Regions from separate parts of the Mus musculus genome. Here region 2 is linked to region 1. The links are chromatin contacts, called in public Hi-C maps. All regions are on one chromosome and are shown on one strand. The core of a region is the stretch at or near the end of the contact, and the rest is flanking DNA. Distances in the headings are between cores, read along the strand shown.

What was found. Hi-C and Micro-C count contacts between places; a contact is called where the count stands out from the background.
Region 2: a contact with region 1 is called in a Hi-C map of liver, with 2.4 times the contacts expected there. The contact joins two enhancer-like sites. A contact is called at or near these places in 1 of 484 Hi-C or Micro-C datasets (liver) and 1 of 9 other capture datasets (embryonic stem cells).

Annotation. Positions count from the first base shown.
Region 1 is chr6:144,309,969-144,315,002 of GRCm38.p6, forward strand. It overlaps a transcript of Sox5 not described here. Among named protein-coding and RNA genes, the nearest start is that of Gm38531, 100 kb to the left of the region's middle. Within about 2 kb of position 2,048, at least 36 of the 459 cell types and tissues checked have an H3K27ac peak or open chromatin away from gene starts, as enhancers often do. A contact at or near this core is called in liver, where this site is marked.
Region 2 is chr6:144,501,832-144,506,865 of GRCm38.p6, forward strand. It overlaps a transcript of Sox5 not described here. Among named protein-coding and RNA genes, the nearest start is that of Sox5os3, 170 kb to the right of the region's middle. Within about 2 kb of position 2,175, at least 10 of the 459 cell types and tissues checked have an H3K27ac peak or open chromatin away from gene starts, as enhancers often do. A contact at or near this core is called in liver, where this site is marked.

The DNA.
Region 1 (5,034 bases), core at 798-3,297:
CTTCTTATCTTTTTTTATAAAACACACTTCCAGTTGTCAACTTGACTACCTCTAGAATGAACTATAATCCATATCCATATCTATATCATTTGTATCTATATTTATCTATTCTATCTCTATCATTTTAGAGATCTAGCATATATGATGGCCTTATATATTAGACATACTTGATTAAGCTTTCTTAATAAAATCCCACTTTTCCCAGAATGAGGGAATGGCAAGTTTTATTTTCAGAAGAGAATTTCTAAAGCAGAGAGATAATTATCTCAAGACCAACAATGTCTTAAGAGACTCAACTCTCCCGCTTCTCTCTTTAGCATCAATTGTTGACTTCTGAGGCTCAGCAGAATCTACAGTGATTTCCAGACATGAAGTGTCTGCTGTCCACATCAAGTGGCTGTACTAAATGTCACAGCATGGAGTCAGACAGAACTATCAAAGGAAGTGAAGGTATTTTAACATGGCGAAATGCTTTCGTCATAGAACTAAAGTCCAAATGTTGCTTTACAGAAAACCCAGCCAGGCCCTGCATTCTAAAGATGGCGTACCACCTTGACGAAAAGAATGCCTGGGAAAGTGGCTGGCCCAGCACTGGCTCACTAGCTGGAAGAATTGTCTACATGGCTGTAAGAGCCAGAGTTAACTGATAACTCATAACTGTAACTGCTAACAAACCAACAACTCTTCATTTGACAAGTTAAATCTAGTTGTGAAATTAAAACAATTTAAAGATATTTTTCATAGTTCTGGGGGACAAAAATTTTGATGTTTCTTAAAAATGTATTTTTACTATATGAAAGGGACATTTATTAAATCATGGGGCTGCATCAATTATCTTTGCTCTAATCCTTCAATGATAAACAAGTGTTTTCTTTATCTTAGTTTTAAATAATTAATTAAAATAATCATTCCTTTGGATCACATGTATACATTGATATATGTATATGTACGTGTATGTATGTGTGTGCATCTACAAGACTGTCTAACTCCTACCTCACATATATATATGTATGTATATGGACATATATGTGTGTGTATCTGTCTGTCTGTCTATCTCCTATTTACATATTTGTCCAGTGAAAACGATTAACCACTCATGCTATTAATGATTTACATGGTAAAGTATAATTGAACCAGTTAACCCTTTGTTACTTAACTTAATACCACTTATTGCCTATAACTGATCTGTATTTTAATAAATTATTAAGCAGCTATAACACAACAGCCTTTAAGTATCATTATTCCATGATAGAAATAAAAAGCAACTGGTAGATAAACATTCTGCATTTTCTTGTGGAGGGGAAAGCCTCAAGGCCATGATAAATTATTTTAACTTGAGGAATAAGTGTGTATTGTTTTTGTGTCCTGTTTTCTCAAACAAACAAACAACAAATAAGGAAACTTTCATCAAAATTTCGATGAAGCTACTGAGAAGTTAAATTATTGTGTTCCAAAGCTTATTTTTTAAAAGGATATTGAACATGTGAAATCAAAATGATATTGCAGTAACTGAATGAAAGCAGCTAAGGCCTCTTGCATTTTAGTCAGAAGTAGCATTAAAACTGCACACAACCAAAACACGTGGCTATCTGGGAACATATTTAGTCTAGATTAATCATCTTATGACTGTCACATTAAACTCCATAAATAAATGTTTAACTTCTAATCCAAATTGCTTCATGTTAGCTAAGTATAGCAGTTTTCTATATCTCCCATAATATATAGGACAGTGTTTGTTCAACTTCCCGAATTCCTAGAAGGAAACACCATACTTCTGAAACAAATGCAACCTGGGCTAAGTTGCCTTTATTCTCTGTGTGGATTCTTTCATGCTTCTGGCTCGTTACATGGAATTTCTTTTTTCTAGCATTGGTTTCTATTGTCCTCTGCAAACTTTACCCAGTACTTTAGACTTTGTTGGATTTCCCAATGTTTGAAGAACTGCTGGTTTGTTCTTTGAACTATCAGTCACTGTTGTGGTAGAACATTGCTGCTTTGGGATGGACCTGTGAGTTTCGTGTGTAATGTGACTCCTCAGGTTGCCACAGCTCTTTAGCATGCCACGAGCAAATATTTAATAGGCCAATCACATGGCCCAAAGTCTTTGCCTGCCGCTGACCTAGCCATTTATCTTTTTATCTGTCATTCTATAATCTGTCTACCTAAGTACCTACCTACCTACCTATCTACCTACCTACCTAGCTACCTACCTACCTACCTACCTACCTACCTACCTACCTACCTACCCACCCGGCTCTCTGTCTCTGTCTCTCAAAAAACAATTCAAGATTTCCCAAGAAATTTTAAACCCCTTTAAAGGAGACTCTCACATGCTGTTTGTTTACAAGTGTGGATCAGTTCAGCTGGCCTCTGGAATTATTAATCGTAATATGCCTGTGACTTGCGGCTTTAATATTTAGAGCATCAAAGTAAACTGCAGTGATGAGCTATAGATAAACCGCAGAGTGATCATTTTCTCTCTTTAGCTGACGGAGGAACCTTTGGAAGCAGAGCGGAGCTCACTGGCTTCCCCAGCTCCCTAGAGCTCTCCATACCACAGAACAGGCAATCAGAGAGGTGAGGGCTTTTCATCACTCCTTCCAAAAGAAAAAAAAAAAAAAACCAGAAAGCTTAACGTCTGCGAAAAACTGACTTCATTTGATTTACTCTCCAAGACTGTTTTTTATTAAATATGTTTGACTGCTATCTCTAATTAAATGTAGAATTAATTTTGGCAAACTAACCACAGATGCAGTTTATGTTCAGTTTTATCAGACAGATTTATTTATAAGCTGTCAACTTCTTGAAAGACTTCATTTTGGAGCAGTTTTAAATTGCTAACAGTAGCTGTAAATGGGGCTACTGTTCTCTGGAACACTAAAGGAAAAGCAAGCTATAAATGTCCACTCCATCTGTGAGGAATCATAAAACAATCACATTCCTTTATTTTTTTTTCCTCCGTAGGACCTTTATTAAATTAGTTCAACTCAATTAAAAATAACTTCAAAAACATTTCGGGCCTTTTGTTTCATGGAATAGTTGGAACTCTGGGCACGGAACGCCACCCTTTTAACTAATCCCTTTTACTAAACGGAGGAGAATGGCAGTATTGTGACTTCAGACAGTGCCTTCAAGGGTCTCTACTGTACCGAATTGAGGTCACTGCAAGACAATGCCCAACACCCAGTCTCCATTCAAACATTCTTCACAACTCTATCAAACGTGTCTTTCTTCCCCTTGGCCCGCTTTCTCCCATGGCAGACTCAGGGGACAATGGAAAGGCCCCCAGCGCCATTTACGGTCACCATATTTGCACATGACAAAGTCCACTCTTCCTGGTTTGCTAACACCCCCACCCCTTCATTCCCTAACAAAGAGTGAGCCCTGCGAGAGACTTTCCCACCGTTACTTTTATTCAGACATCTGTGGTATGTAATGTGTTGTTCCAGGGCTGGTACCTGACCCTTGAGAAGCTCTTTTGCCATTTTGGTGGACTGAGTAGCCAGGCAAAGAATTAAATGCAGTTCCCCTGTAGCCGGCCTAGGCACAATGGAACACGTGACTTAGCCCAAAGCATATAGAAGTGGCACAATCAGACTCATTGCACCTTGTACTAGAGTTAGCATCATCAGGACCATAAAGCGAATGGTGGACCCATGCACCATCGTGCCCCTGCCCCATGAGCACTGTTTGCTTTTGCTTTAGAGTTTTTATAGCCACAGCTACAAACAAAACAAAATCAATTGCTGTAAATTTTTCTCACCAGAGTTACCCCGCCAAAGGAAGAAAGGGGCTATACCCGCAGCATCTGCCTCCAAAGAACAAGGAGGAACACACATTCGTAAGCAGTGTCGTCGTTGTCGGGTCGTTAAGATGAAGATTTTGATTTTAATTAAGAAGGGGATTTGCAGGACAATTAGTGAGATGTGATATTCGCTGCAAGAAACAGTGCCCTTATTGAGAAATGCCATCTAAGTCAGAATGGGGTGCTTGGTGACTTGTTTCTCTGGGTTTCTATAGTTAATGAGGAGAAAAATGGGAAGAAGACAGAAATAGCTCACCTGGAATGAAGAAACAGATCTTCTCCTTAGCGTTCCTGGGTCTTGACCTTCCTGGTCATCCACTATCTTACATTCAGCGTACTCGAATTTGCACTACTGAGATTCAAGCGGGTCATCTTTCCTCAGTTATTCTAAGACATTAATTACTAGGGCTGGACCCCATCTTCGATTTTTATCAACATCTAATCATATGAGGAATGACTTTGCGTTGAACTTGCAGTTCTACGGAACATGCTCACACATGCATACCCTTGGGCGCACACACTTACAGAGCACCAAGTTTGCAGCCAGTGTCTTCGAACCGCGTGCAACAGCTGTGGGGTTCATGGTACAGAACGCAATACTGACCTCCTCAAGGAGCTTAGAATGTTCTGGAAAGACACAGTGGACGAACTGCAGCTTTGCCACGTGAAGGGCCACAGAGCCCACAACACTGTAACACCCACCGTGCTTGAGCTTAGTTCCAAAACACAGTAGCACAAAACTGTGGAAGTCACTGTGGAAACATCTTTTGCTGATCATCTGCTCTCAAACCCAAGAGCATCCCAGTGAGTCTTGTGGGGATGAAGAAGGAAGTTACCCTTGGGCCAAGGTCTGAGGGAAGTGTCCACACACTGTGCCGTACTCAAAATCAGAGGCAAAAGCATAAAGATCACGACATGAGAGAATCAGCCATCCAGTTCATTTCTAATGGGGTGATCAAAAAACAAGCCTGTTTCAGGAGGTTGTCAGAGAAGTGATGGAGACACATTGTTCTTTCTTAGACAGAAAGGGGGAAAATATTAAACAGGAATTTACCTGTTTGGCTCAAAAACCAGGCACAGGAGCCAAGAAGAGAGTAGGGGTCAAGGTGATATCTGGAGGTCAAACCTGGCCAGATCTGCACTATTTAACCACATGGAATTACCCACCAAAGATAGCCATATGACCCTTGATCAGAAAGGGTGGGGGTAAATGCTTGGGAGAAAGTTTG
Region 2 (5,034 bases), core at 925-3,424, 190 kb after region 1:
GAAATTATTAATTTTTTCCTGTGTCTACTGTGACTTGTTTTTTTTTTTTTTTAATGTGTAAAAATGGCCATGTCACTGCCACAATTTGGAAGAAAATTCCATTATATTTGCAGAAGTGTTTGTTGTGTCAAAGTGACTAGGATTATCATAAGTGCTATGAACCTAAATTTAATTACAGAGCAGGAGAAATGAGATCTCAGTCACCACCATCTCAGAAGAGGACGTTGGATAAAACAGTAGTTTTCTTTGCATCGACTGGAAAGGAAAGCACTTTAGTTCGGAACCCTTTCCACTGAGCCTTTCTCCCAGCTCCGAGAAAGCCTTAGGTGGTAGGGCAGGGAGTCAAGAAATGGGAGGTTAATACTGCTGCTCTTCTGGAATTCCAAGCTGCCCATTAAATCATTGTTTTTCTTCCCACTAGGGACAGGGGACCTAATGGACCTAAAGTCGATTCTTTATAAATGACATAAAAATATATTCATTTTATGAACTAATGTGCCATGGTGCAATCCTATTTATACCCTCTGCTTTCAAAAGGAAAGACAGGCCCATTTCTGACAGTAAAAGCTTACTCCATCATGCTATGGACAGGTTACAGAGCATATTGGGTCACACGAGGAATGGGCTACAGAACACACTGTCCTCTGAAGCCCCAACCAGGAAAAGACCAGGGCTACAAAGACGTTCCTGTGGAGACCGTGGGCCTGAGCTGGCAGGCTGGTGTTGGGAGCCCACTCTGGAGCTACACGCAGGGAGCCTCCCTGAGCTTCCTCATTCCCTGAGCAGGACTGGAGGGCCTCCAGGGCATCATCCCGCCCAGAACACGCACTTCATGAAGTCCAGAAGGCTGTAACTATAGCATGAGGAAAACTAAAAAACCAAACACAACTTTAATTAATAGTCAATTCTATAATGATTTTAAGAACTGTGGGTAAGGAGGGAAGTCAAGAGATATAAAGGCTCACTGATACAGCAGAGACCCAGGGTCTCTGGGGGCCTGAAAGACATTTCACCTATCAAATATAAAAATTTAACACAGAACACAAAAGAGAGGGCAATTTTGGTTGTATTTTTTTACATACTGAATAAACAGTTGAGCACAGTCTATGTGTCCAGATAGCCCCCAAACTAAAGGCACTACTTACTTAACTTTTAAAAACTGTTTTTATCACAAGAAAGGTAAAATACTTTAAAAAAAAAAACACTTCAACTTACCCTATAACTTTAATCTGTCAATACTTTCTTCCATCTTACGTGTTGTAACAATGCCAAATAGAAAGCAACCTTGTTAAATTCAAGGCAAGCACAGTTCCAAGTGGGAGTTAGCTGTGGGGGTGGGTGGGTGGGTGGGGGCAAGGTGGGAGGGAGGAGGTGGGATGCTAACTGCAAGCTGAAAGATCTTTTCTCTGAGAATAATGTAACCTGACTGACTTTTCCATTGTGCAAGGTACAAAGATAAATAGGCAGAGACTAATAAATAAGAAAAGCAACTTTAAAATAGATGTTTCCAAGCAAATTCTAGCAACAGGTCGGTCAGTGTGAGATTCGCTGTTTGATTTTACTGGTTTAAAATCCATATAGTGATTTTAAAAAATTAAAAAAAAACCTCACTGTTGTTCTTTATTCCATTTGCCAAGCAGAGTCATTTATTCCCTATTAGATAAAGTATAATAGACTGTACGGAAAGGGTCACTGGCCTGCCATTTAATGATATTGCCAGCCCTGATCTGCATTTTCCCGGCAATGTCCCTCAACACAGAATAAATGGCTGATCTCTTCACAATAACAGCTGATTTCTATTTATTAAGCTAAAAAGGTCACCATTTTCTACGGCTGGGCCGCCCTGCACTATTGATAATTTTATGCATAAACAAATGGAAAATTTGTGCCACATAAATATGCATTAGCAATTACTTTTTACGCTTGCCGCATGCAAATGTGCACCTCGCAGGCTCTGGTCGCTTTTGTTTTAGCTCTTGGACACAGAAACAAAAGAGCACAATACACAATTTTCAAATTGCCAATCAATAAGCAATGCAAATTCTGAGGTAAATGGCATAAAAAAAAAAAAAACTTGCTCTGAGACAACAGGACAAAAGTGAGGGTGTAGATAGGGAGGTCTTTTATAGGATTTTTATTCCTTTCCTGTTTATAATGAAAAGGCTAAAGTCCTCTTGACACAGACCAGCCAGCAAGGCTGGTCCCAGAGCCCATGCCAGATGGGCAAGTAGAAAATGCACACATGTTGAGTAAACACGCAGCACACCCCAAAAAAGGGGTTGGGGTGAAACCGTGCTCCTGCGTGGCATTTCAGAGGCACCACCTGCTCAGATTTCTGTTCAGCTCTAGAGACTCAGAAGTTTGAATTTTAGGGAGTTTAAGAATTAGGCGCTGTAGACAAACGTCAAGATCCAGTTCCCCTGTGCTCGACAGTGACGTTTCGTTTGCTCAATTGGTTTTTTTCTCCTAATGTCAACAAAATCCCCAGGAAAGGGGAAAGTACACTGTCAAAAACTGAGATGTGAGGTTGAAGGGATGGCTTAGGAGTTAGGAGGGTTTGCTGTGCAACCATGGAGGGCAGAGTTTCAACACCAGCACCCACATAACCAGTTATGTGCTCCTGCAAAGCCTGTCTGAGCTATCCTACATTCTATTCTGGCTTCTGGATATGGACACACACACACACACACACACACACACACACACACACACACACACACTAAATTTTGGTGGGATTCTTTTAGGAACACAAAGTAGAGGGGTACAAGAGGAATGTTTAAGAAATAAAAGCATCCCATAAATTGTTTGTAGTTACATAGTTTAACTACAAAAAAATAGAGAATACTATCGAACACAGGAAAACACACACACACACACACACACACACACAGAGAGAGAGAGAGAGAGAGAGAGAGAGAGAGAGAGAGAGAGAGAGAGAGAGAGAGAAAGAAAGAAACAATATGACCGAAATGCATGGCAGAAGGAAGATGTGTTACCTAAACTGAACACACAATGAAAGGTAAGCCAAGAGCAGGCCAACTGGTCTACCAACAGTGACCACATGGCACAGTGTTGACCTATCTAACCTATTTTCTGATCTCATTGCTTCAGTTTCAAGGCTTCTGTGGGTTTTCTATGCTGCCACTGATGCTTGCATTTCAAGGGGCAGAGGCTGAGGAAGGTTGTGAGACTCAGGAACTCATGGAATGAGGTCTTGACTCATACCCTTGAGGCCTGCATCTCCAATGGTCCAGCTTCTAACAGGGCCATCTGGGAGCTCCCTCAGAACGCGTCCATATAGACCCAACTGCAACAGCTCTTTCCAAACTCGCTGATGGCTTTGACTTTGCATAAATAAGCCAAAACGTATTTGAAAAATAAATTCAGGGTTTCTGCAAGTTTCTTTAATGAACTTATTAAAATACTTTAGCTACTGTAAAATATACAGATACTAATTTGTGTGTTATATGGATGTACCTTCATGCATTAATGCAAGCCCATGGAGAACAGACCAGGGCTTTCATAATCATGTGAGGACAGAAAAATATTTTGTGATCTTCATCATGATCTTAATATGATTAGACCTTCTACTGTCTCACAGGATTAAGGAGGCTTCGTCACAGACTGGGAAATTGTTTTGAGCCCACATGCAAATCTAAAGGCAGTGCTAGGGGAACTGGGTCTTGCTTGGAGCAGGATAAGGATCCTGGAAGCTTTATCTTCATAGAGAAGGCCATGGAGCTTGTAGAAGTATTTCCTCCCTGATGCTATCAGTGATAGGAAGCCAATGGCATTGGGGCTGGCGAGGTGGCTCAGTCAGTAAGCACTTTCCTTGCAAGCTCCAGGACATGGTTTTAATCTATAGAGCCCAGATAAAAAGCTGGGCATGGTAGTACATGAGCATAATTCCACATGCTGGGTTGTCTTGGCCCTGGCCAGCCTATCTGAACTATTTGGCAAGTTCCAGACCATTAAAAAAAAAATGATGCAGTCTCAAATTATAAATAAATAGGGAGAGAGAGAGAGAGAGAGAGAAAGAGGTCTGAGAATCAACAGTTGATGTGCCCTCTTACTTCCATACACCTTTATACACACCCAAAGAAATACTGATAAGGATATTGATAATGCAATGATTTCATATAAGTAAGGAAAAGACAGCCCCCTAGAGAGAGCACAGAGCGTATCACATATACGAACATACATTAAGGTCCCAAAGGACTTGACAGTTTACTCAATTATGGAAGTATTCTTTCCAACACTAAACTAATCTTTTTTTTTTCTTAGTTGATTTAGTTTCTAGTGTTATTTCAGTTAGGGTTTCTGTTGCTCTGAAACAAACAAACAAACAAACAAACAAACAACAAAACAAAACAAACAAACAAAAAACAAACCATGGCCAAAAGGCAAGTTGGGAAGAAAAGAGTTTATTCAGTTTATACTTCCACATTGTAGTCCATCACTGAAGGAAGCCAGGACAGGAACTCAATCAGGGCAAGAACCTGAAGGCAGCAGGTGATGCAGAGGCCATGAAGAGGTGCTGCTTACTGGCTTGGTCATCATGACTTGCTCAGCCTACTTTCTTATAGAACCTAGGACCACTAGCCCAGAAATGGCACCACCTACAATGGGTGGGGCTCTCCCCATCAGTTGCTAACTGAGAAAATGCCCTATGGTAGAGTGTTATGGAGGCATTTTCTCAATTGAGGTTCCCTCCAGTCAGATAACTCTAGCCTGTGTCAGAATGACAGAAACTTGCCAGCACAAGTGTCTTCCTGCTCCATATATCCTCTTCACTTGGTCCTCAGAGTTGCATGTACAGAAGTTCGAATATGACTTATCTGATACGGACAAACATGGACTCATTGCCAACCTCCCATCATAGGATGAGGTTTCTGTGACAGCTACTCCCTGGCCCATCTCTCACTCTCTGTGCAAGGTAAAGATTCTATACTAAAATGATGACCATCCTAACTGAAGGGAACTTCATCCAAACTTAGGCCAGAAGTAAATGGGAGGTGTGAGGCAAGCCTGCTT